2 separate regions of the Anas platyrhynchos genome follow, and region 1 is linked to region 2. A link is a contact called in public Hi-C data. All regions are on one chromosome and are shown on one strand. The core of a region is the stretch at or near the end of the contact, and the rest is flanking DNA. Distances in the headings are between cores, read along the strand shown.

Evidence for each region. Hi-C and Micro-C count contacts between places; a contact is called where the count stands out from the background.
Region 1: a Hi-C map of subcutaneous adipose tissue shows a contact between it and region 2, with 4 times the contacts expected there. The contact joins the enhancer-like site here to the promoter of POLR3B in region 2. A contact is called at or near these places in 2 of 8 Hi-C or Micro-C datasets (skeletal muscle and subcutaneous adipose tissue).

What each region holds. Positions count from the first base shown.
Region 1 is chr1:57,453,851-57,457,668 of IASCAAS_PekinDuck_T2T, reverse strand. All of the region lies in intron 5 of C1H12orf75 (chromosome 1 C12orf75 homolog), which reads left to right. It overlaps LOC119713296 (a long non-coding RNA gene), which reads right to left. Exons shown (of 2, transcript XR_005260393.2): 1 at 3,048-3,818; 2 at 1,922-2,438. Among named protein-coding and RNA genes, the nearest start is that of C1H12orf75, 30 kb to the left of the region's middle. Within about 2 kb of position 2,303, at least 3 of the 8 cell types and tissues checked have an H3K27ac peak or open chromatin away from gene starts, as enhancers often do. A contact at or near this core is called in subcutaneous adipose tissue, where this site is marked.
Region 2 is chr1:57,152,845-57,156,342 of IASCAAS_PekinDuck_T2T, reverse strand. It overlaps POLR3B (RNA polymerase III subunit B), which reads left to right and starts at 1,329. Exons shown (of 28, transcript XM_027449743.3): 1 at 1,329-1,648; 2 at 1,861-1,893. The coding sequence starts at 1,577.

The DNA.
Region 1 (3,818 bases), core at 1,054-3,553, 300 kb before region 2:
TGCAGAAAGCCCTGGCACCAGCACACTTGCATGTTTTGATGTTTTTTAGCAAAATTCCAAGCTTTGCAAGGACCTGGAGTGAGTTTTTCACACGGTGAGATATGACTGAATAAAAAGCTATTTTGATCTCATTTGAGACTGTCTCTTTTCCCCATAGTGGATGCACTTCCTGGTGACATATGTGTCTGAGCAGATCAATCTCTTCTGACTCTATGGGCAAGTGAGTCAAGTCACTCTACTTGTCACTGCTCCCAAACTGTTCAGACCAGGCTGTGTGGAGGCCCAGCCTGAGAAAACAAACAAACAAACAAACAAAAACAAACAAGCCCAAAACCTCCAGTGTCACAAAAATCCAGATTTAACCTTGTTTTGCCCAAGAAAATGTGTGAATGTTGTGATCAAGCTTTGCTGAGAAAGTAAGGTTTAATCTGGGCAAAAGGCTTGTTCATTCCCCTTTGTGACTGCAAAAAGGATCAATGACAGAGGTAAGTAAGAGGTATTTTGGTGTCCCGTATGTCTGACCATGGATCTGCTAGGTCCTTGTTTTAGCATCAGATGATTTTATTCTTGCATTCACACCCTCTAGCTGATAAACTTGTACTGCTACAAGGGAGCAACCAGCTCTTGCTGGGCTGGGGACTTGAACACAGGGATGTGGCTGGGCTTCCCCAGGGCACAGCAGCAGTTTTCTCTCCAGGGCCTTAACTTCACTATTGCAGGCAGCTGCAGCCTTGGACAGGAAAAGCCGTTCACAGAGATGGCAAAAGTAGAAGAGATCCCAGCATGCTTCCATGCTCTGTGCTTGTTATCAGACTCATCAGACTCCAGCATGTGACCATGGCGTATTAAATGCCAGCTGAGCAGTAGGAATCAAAGCCTTTTCATGAAGTCACCCATGGTGACCAGCCTTGGCAAGGCCATTACTTTCTGGAAAGGTTTCTTTTTTTCCTTTCCTGAGGTACGTTGAAGGGAATGATCTTGTGGTGTTCTCTGAAGACCGAAGACTTGGGGCCAGCAGGTGGCACAAAGTGAACGTCGGAGAGACAAAGGTTGTTATCTCCTCTCCAGAGAAGCCCCAGTAGGAAAGGTATTGTGGTGTGAGGGAAAAGCATCATGTGAGGATGCAGAGAGCACATGGACAGAGAAACACAGCAAAGAAACACGGGAGAGCATCAGGAGGTTCAAAATACATGGCTGAGTTCATGGTCTGTGAGTGAAAATGGGAAAATCATGGGCATACCGTGGCCATCTGAGTTTGTAAAAGGGGACTATAGATTTGCAGTAGGATTTTAGGTACAGGTGCCAGGGAAGGGATGTGGGACAGACATTATGGAAAAAATGAATTCAGCAACAGTCACCTCAGGATATTTGAAACTTCTTCCTTTGACATCTACTATTGCCAGGAAAATCCTGGACTGTTTCTACAGTGGACACATTTCAGGTATATGGAGCAGAGGATTTACAGGCTGATGGCTTGACTGATTAAAGTGGTAGAGCAGCTTTCTGGATGGGCAAAGGGAACCAGACATGGGCAAGTGAAGCTTCATGCTGCAAAAAACCCTCACTTAGAAAGGCATCAGCATGCACCTATGTAGGATTCCCCAGCAGAGAGCAGACTTGCTCCAGCAGTGGTGGGTTCGCTTTCCTGCTGCTGGACACAGCTCCTGCAGATCTCTGGTTCTGCTTGGACAGGGGGCAATGGGGTTGCTCACAGAGGAAAAGTGATCATATAGAGCCTCGATCTTCTCCTTGCAGCTAAGGAATGGTAAAATTCAGGAGAAAAAAAAAAATAAAAAAAAAAAAAAAAAATGAGAGAGAGTATTTAATGTGATAAAAAATCTGTAGTTAAAATGGAAAACTTTGAGTCTGTGTGCAAGGGAGGTGAAATGTAAAATTAACAAAGTTAACTGATTTGTGAAGGTCATATATATATATATGTATATTTATTCAAGGCTCACCCATAACATGAGAAAATTAGAATTCATTACAACATACACTTTTCATCATAAGATTTAAAACTACTAGTTCTGCAAGCAGTGCAGTGTACTAATTTCAACGTCTAATATGAGGCACTTAGGCCTGACCATCAGAGGTGCAGGTCACCTGCAAGTGTAATTGAGCTCAGCTGAGGTCTGGGCCATTGAAATCAACACGATCTGTTGCTTCTAATTAAGGCCCTGAACGGAGGTATCTTAACAAAAAGGAGTGTTACTTAAAAGTCTGGCTAACAAAAGTATTTGAGACCATGTGGTTAGTTGGGGATGAGTCTGAGCTGGACCTGATTGTAGCCAGCTGCTGATCCCACATGCTGTGAACTGGCAAAGTTACTATTCCCAAGGGGACGGTGAAGTATGTTCAGTGTACAGTCAATGTTTCCTTTACAGTCCACGTTTCCCTCTCCTCCAGGGGTTGAAATGTCAGGGAGAGATGCCATTTTTCTGCAGAGAGAAAAGCAAGAGCTGTCTCCTAGTGCAGGATGGGTCCCTTTGAAGCAGCCCCTCTACTTCAGAGGGTGGTCAGCCTGGAGGGCTGTGAAACTGCATTACTGTTGCATAGCCCATTGCTCAGACCTGTACCAGGGCCCAGTTATACACCACAGTCACTAGCAATAACAAAAAAAGAAGCAAAAAAGACATGAGGGATACCCTGAAGGCCCTAGTGGGCCTTAACAGCCCTGACTGGTTTAATCTGAAACCTCACCCACTCCATGGGCCTATTTCAGCATGCCCCAGGTTTGTGGCTTGTCCTTGAGCTGGGTTGTTGGTGGGTTTGCCTCTAGCCCTGTCTCTAGGCTACAGGATGGACCTTCTCAGTGCTGTACTGTGGCCCTGGCATGTCTGGTCCGGGTTGGCTCCTGGTACTGGCTTGTCCCTTGCTGTGCTATCAAAGCAGCCCATTACCTGCCTTGGTCTCCATACCCAGCCCTGTGAGGCTGCAACCCTTGATGAGTGCCCACCTGTGTAGGGCAGTCCTTGACACCTGGCTTGTGCCCTGTCCTGTGTAGCAGCCCTGCATATCTCACTGGTGGGGTGCTGTTTTTTTCCTACCTTTGTCCAGTTGATGTTTGCATGGTGTCTCCCCTTTAGCTTGTGGGGCCTTCTGTGCTGACATTTCCCTGGCTTTTTCAGCTCTGAAATCTCTGCACTAATTATACTTGCTGAAATATGAGCCTTCTGACGATGGGAAAGGGATAAAAATAAGGCCGTTGTCCTTCTGTTGTGCGTGGATCCAAGCACTATTTAGAAATGAGTCCTATTCCAAAGTGCTGCCTTCCTTTTTTGGGGGGCTTTGCAGTCATAGGATACAACAAGTGATGAGTCGGGCTATAGTGTTTTGGATGGGAACTACCATTTTCATTGTTCTGTCTCACCTTATAGTAACACTTTATTAGGAAACATACTGGCATGTCAGAACAAGCGGGTTCAATTAGCAGGACAGCAGCAAGGTAGCAGAGCACCCAGAAAACTTGTGACCATTGTGTCTGTGCTGCAGACCCATTTTTGCCTGCTGGAAGATTAAAAGGTTACAAACTCATTGTAAAGCATCATGTGCTTTGTGCTATTTACATGTCTCCATAATTAACTAACACATGTTGCTGGTTCATTTCTCGTGGGCAGGTACTTAAGGCTCATTCTTCATTTGGGCTAGATTTGAAGTGGCATCTTGAAGCAGGAAAATGACAGCCATGATTCCTTGACCCACTCAGCTCTCCTTGGTATCTGAAGGGTTGTTCCTCCTTCAAATGCTTCCCATCACCTCTGACATCTAATCTCTTAAAGAAGCCAGGCTATTTCAGTCAGTTTTCAGTATGTATTTAG
Region 2 (3,498 bases), core at 80-2,579:
GAGAGCATCCATCGCCTCTGAGAACATCCCCAGGATGCCTCACATCAGAGCAAGGTATACAGGCCAACCCAGGGTTGACAATACAACTATCAAGGACAGACAAGGGAATCTAATGTGTAAATATGACCAAATGAAAGCCACAGATGGAAGTCACTTCCCTAACTCTCTTCATGCCCCAACACATTCCTTCTTGATTTTCTCTAGAGACAGTAAAACAAAATTTTAGAAGGGACAGGCACCCTTACATACACACATGTTTGGGGGAGCTTTCCCCACAGTTTTGCAACAATTCCATTCCTGTTCTTTCCTTCTCCCATGTCACCCAAAAAATTAAGGTTCATAGGGAACAGAAAACAGAGTCCAAGCATTTATTTTTGTAATAATCATTAAATATTTTTTAATCACAAAACAAACAAACAAACAAACAAACAAAAAAAAAAAAAAAACAAAAAAAAACCAAGATTCTGCTTCAGCTGCCTGCTGTCACATAGCTTTGTACAGAAGCTTGATGGGTTTGTAAGTTGAGAGGGAGGAAAAATCATCTTGAAGGCAAATTGGGGTTATTTCCATCCCCAAATTTCAGATGTCAGAACAGCCTGCATCATTGAGTTATCACAGAATCATCTAGGTTGGAAGAGACCTCCAAGATCATGTAGTCCAACCTCTAACCTAACACTAACAAGTCCTCCACTAAACCATATCCCTAAGCTCTACATCTAAACGTCTTTTAAAGACTTCCAGGGATGGTGACTCCACCACTTCCCTGGGCAGCCTATTCCAATGCCTAATAGCCCTTTTGGTAAAGAACTTCTTCCTAATATCCAACCTAAACCTCCCCTGGCACAACTTAAGCCCATTCCCCCTCATCCTGTCACCAGGCACCTGCAAGAACAGACCAACCCCCCCCTCGCTACAGCCTCCTTTAAGGTATCTGTAAAGAGCAATAAGGTCGCCCCTGAGCCTCCTCTTCTCCAGGCTGCACAACCCCAGCTCCCTCAGCCGCTGCTCGTGTTATTCAGAGTACCTCTGTGTTTCAGCAGGTTGTGAAGTGCTAGAGGTACTGCACATGCACAGATACAACGGGCTGGGGACATGCTGAAAGCCTGAAGTTTCTTGGATACATTAATTATGCCTAAAATAGCAACAGCCACTCTGCCACAACTGGAGTTCTGAAACGGTTCCTTTTTGGAGCTTTTTGCAATGCCTGATTCCTAATCCCCTAATCTACAATAGCACCAAGACAGAGTTATGCTGAAGAGCAATCCCCGACGAGGCCGCAGTGTGGGATTTGCAGATCTGTACAACCAGGTTTATTTGCCGCTTGTGCGGTAGGAAGGAGCGCGTCAGAGTAAGCTTCGCGCTGGGAAGCTTGTGCTGACGAAACACCAATTTCCCCTGACTGACAACGACGGATTTTACACAGAATTAAAACCACGGGGGGGCAAAAACTTAAGAAACCAAACGCCTGACGGAGTTTGGAAGGCTGTGAGGGCTGAGGGAACGGCGGAACCCTGCGGCCGCCCGCCGCGGCAGGAGGACGCCTTTGGCTGAGGCACCGCCGGTCCCTGCCGCCGGCATGGAGGCGCTGGCCGCCGAGCTGGGCGCCCTCAGCGCGGAGCGGGCGGCGGCCCCGGTGAACACGGTGGAGGTGAGCGGGGGACGAGCAGGGGCTCGTAAAACCAGACCCCCCGGGTTGGTTTTACACCTCTGGGTTGAGCCGGGGGCGGTTTCCAAAGGGATCTGGCTTTAAATAACGCCGCTGCTAAAAGCAACCCAACCCGCCATGCTAAAAAATCTTCTTAACGGGTGCGGCCCCTCTATGGAAAGCTGCTTTAAACTGTGTGTTTTTCTTGGTTTCAGGAAAAATGGAGACTTCTTCCAGCGTTTCTAAAGGTTAGTGCTCCACGCCCACCTCAAGGCATCCGGGCCCGGCTCTGTAGCCCCCTCTCACGGCCTCAGATTTCACAGACTGCCTGTCTGCTGCGTAGAATTTGCAATTTTAGTTTTTTTTTTCAGCTTCTGCTTCCATCAAATTGCGGGTAAACCGGTTACACAGATTGATTTCCTGAGGGTTTTAAGTATTACAGAGTCACAAAATCATCTAGTTTGGAGGAGACCCCAAAATCACCTAGCCCAACCTCTGACTTAACACTAAACCCTATCACTAAAATGAGTTTGTGGAGGCATCCTTTTAGAGGTCACTGGTTTTGTGTGGCCATTCAGAATAAATGCTGTGTATGGCATGGTGCTTCTAGACATTTTGCTGTTTCACTGTATGCAGAGGTCCCATTTGTGGTCTTTCTGTAAGCTCAGTACTAACACTGGTTTGCAACCAACATCAGAGCTTGTTTGAGCTCAAAGATTAGTATTAGCTTAACGTCAGTGCTGCTCTCCTAACCTGATATTAGGTGAAGGCACAGTGCTCTTTAAAAATGCAATTGGATGTAGTTACAGGACTCATAAACTCTTGGAAGTGAAGAGGGAAATACAGTAGGAAATACTGTATTGTGAAGGTGGCAGGTGAAGTCTGATGTGCCTGGGTGCCTCTGTGAAACAGCAGCCACCTCAGCACCCCTCTCATCACTCTGCAAATTGTACACGCTTCCACAAGGACAAAATTTGTTAACTTCCTTAACGTCCACTGGTACATAGTTTCTTTTTGCCCATGTATTATGTGCAATGTTTCTGTAAGTTAGCAAAACTATTATATAAAGAGTCATTCCTCCTTTGTCTTAACTCATGGAGACTTCACTGAGCGAATGAATTTGTCATTCCAAGTTTTCTATTTCTTTCTGATAATTTCAGAGTGAACTGTTGCTTATCATGTGAACTATGTAAATGGATCTGTTTTCTGTATGAAATTTTAAGTCTTGTAACCTGCTAGTTGTCATTGCATGTTTCAAAGCATCAAGTCCTCTGTGAGCATGTATGTGTCTCAAGATCAGCTAGCACTCATTTTAGTTCTCTTTTGAGGCTGGATTTTGCACAGTAGTTGATGTAGTTACAGCTTTTATTTTGCAAACTCCAGTCTATTAGTAAAAGGAATGCTTCTTTTAGTATTCTGTCTAACCAAAATCTTTCTGTTTTTCTCTCATCCCAGATCATTTAAGTTATTGTAATCCCCTTTCTTTTGCTTGCTCTTTGTGACTTAAATCCTTACAATGCGCTGCATCAATTAATTTCCTGAGGAAAGGGGGGATTGTTTATTCTGTGATACTACATCCGGGCATGTTCTCTGTCTTCCTGCCTAGAAATCAAATTCAGATTTCTTGTCAGTGACTGTCCTTCTGTGGCTGTTTCCTTTTTATTGACTTACTTGACACCCCACTTCTGTCCAGTCTTATTGGCTCGCTTTCTCTTTCTTCTTTTTGACACCCTCACTTCCTAGGGTGTAGGCAACTTCTTTCTCAAGTACTGCAATTATTTAATTAAACTACAAATAAATAAAATTATCTCAAAGTAACAGAAAACTGACAAAATATTTTAACACACAATGGC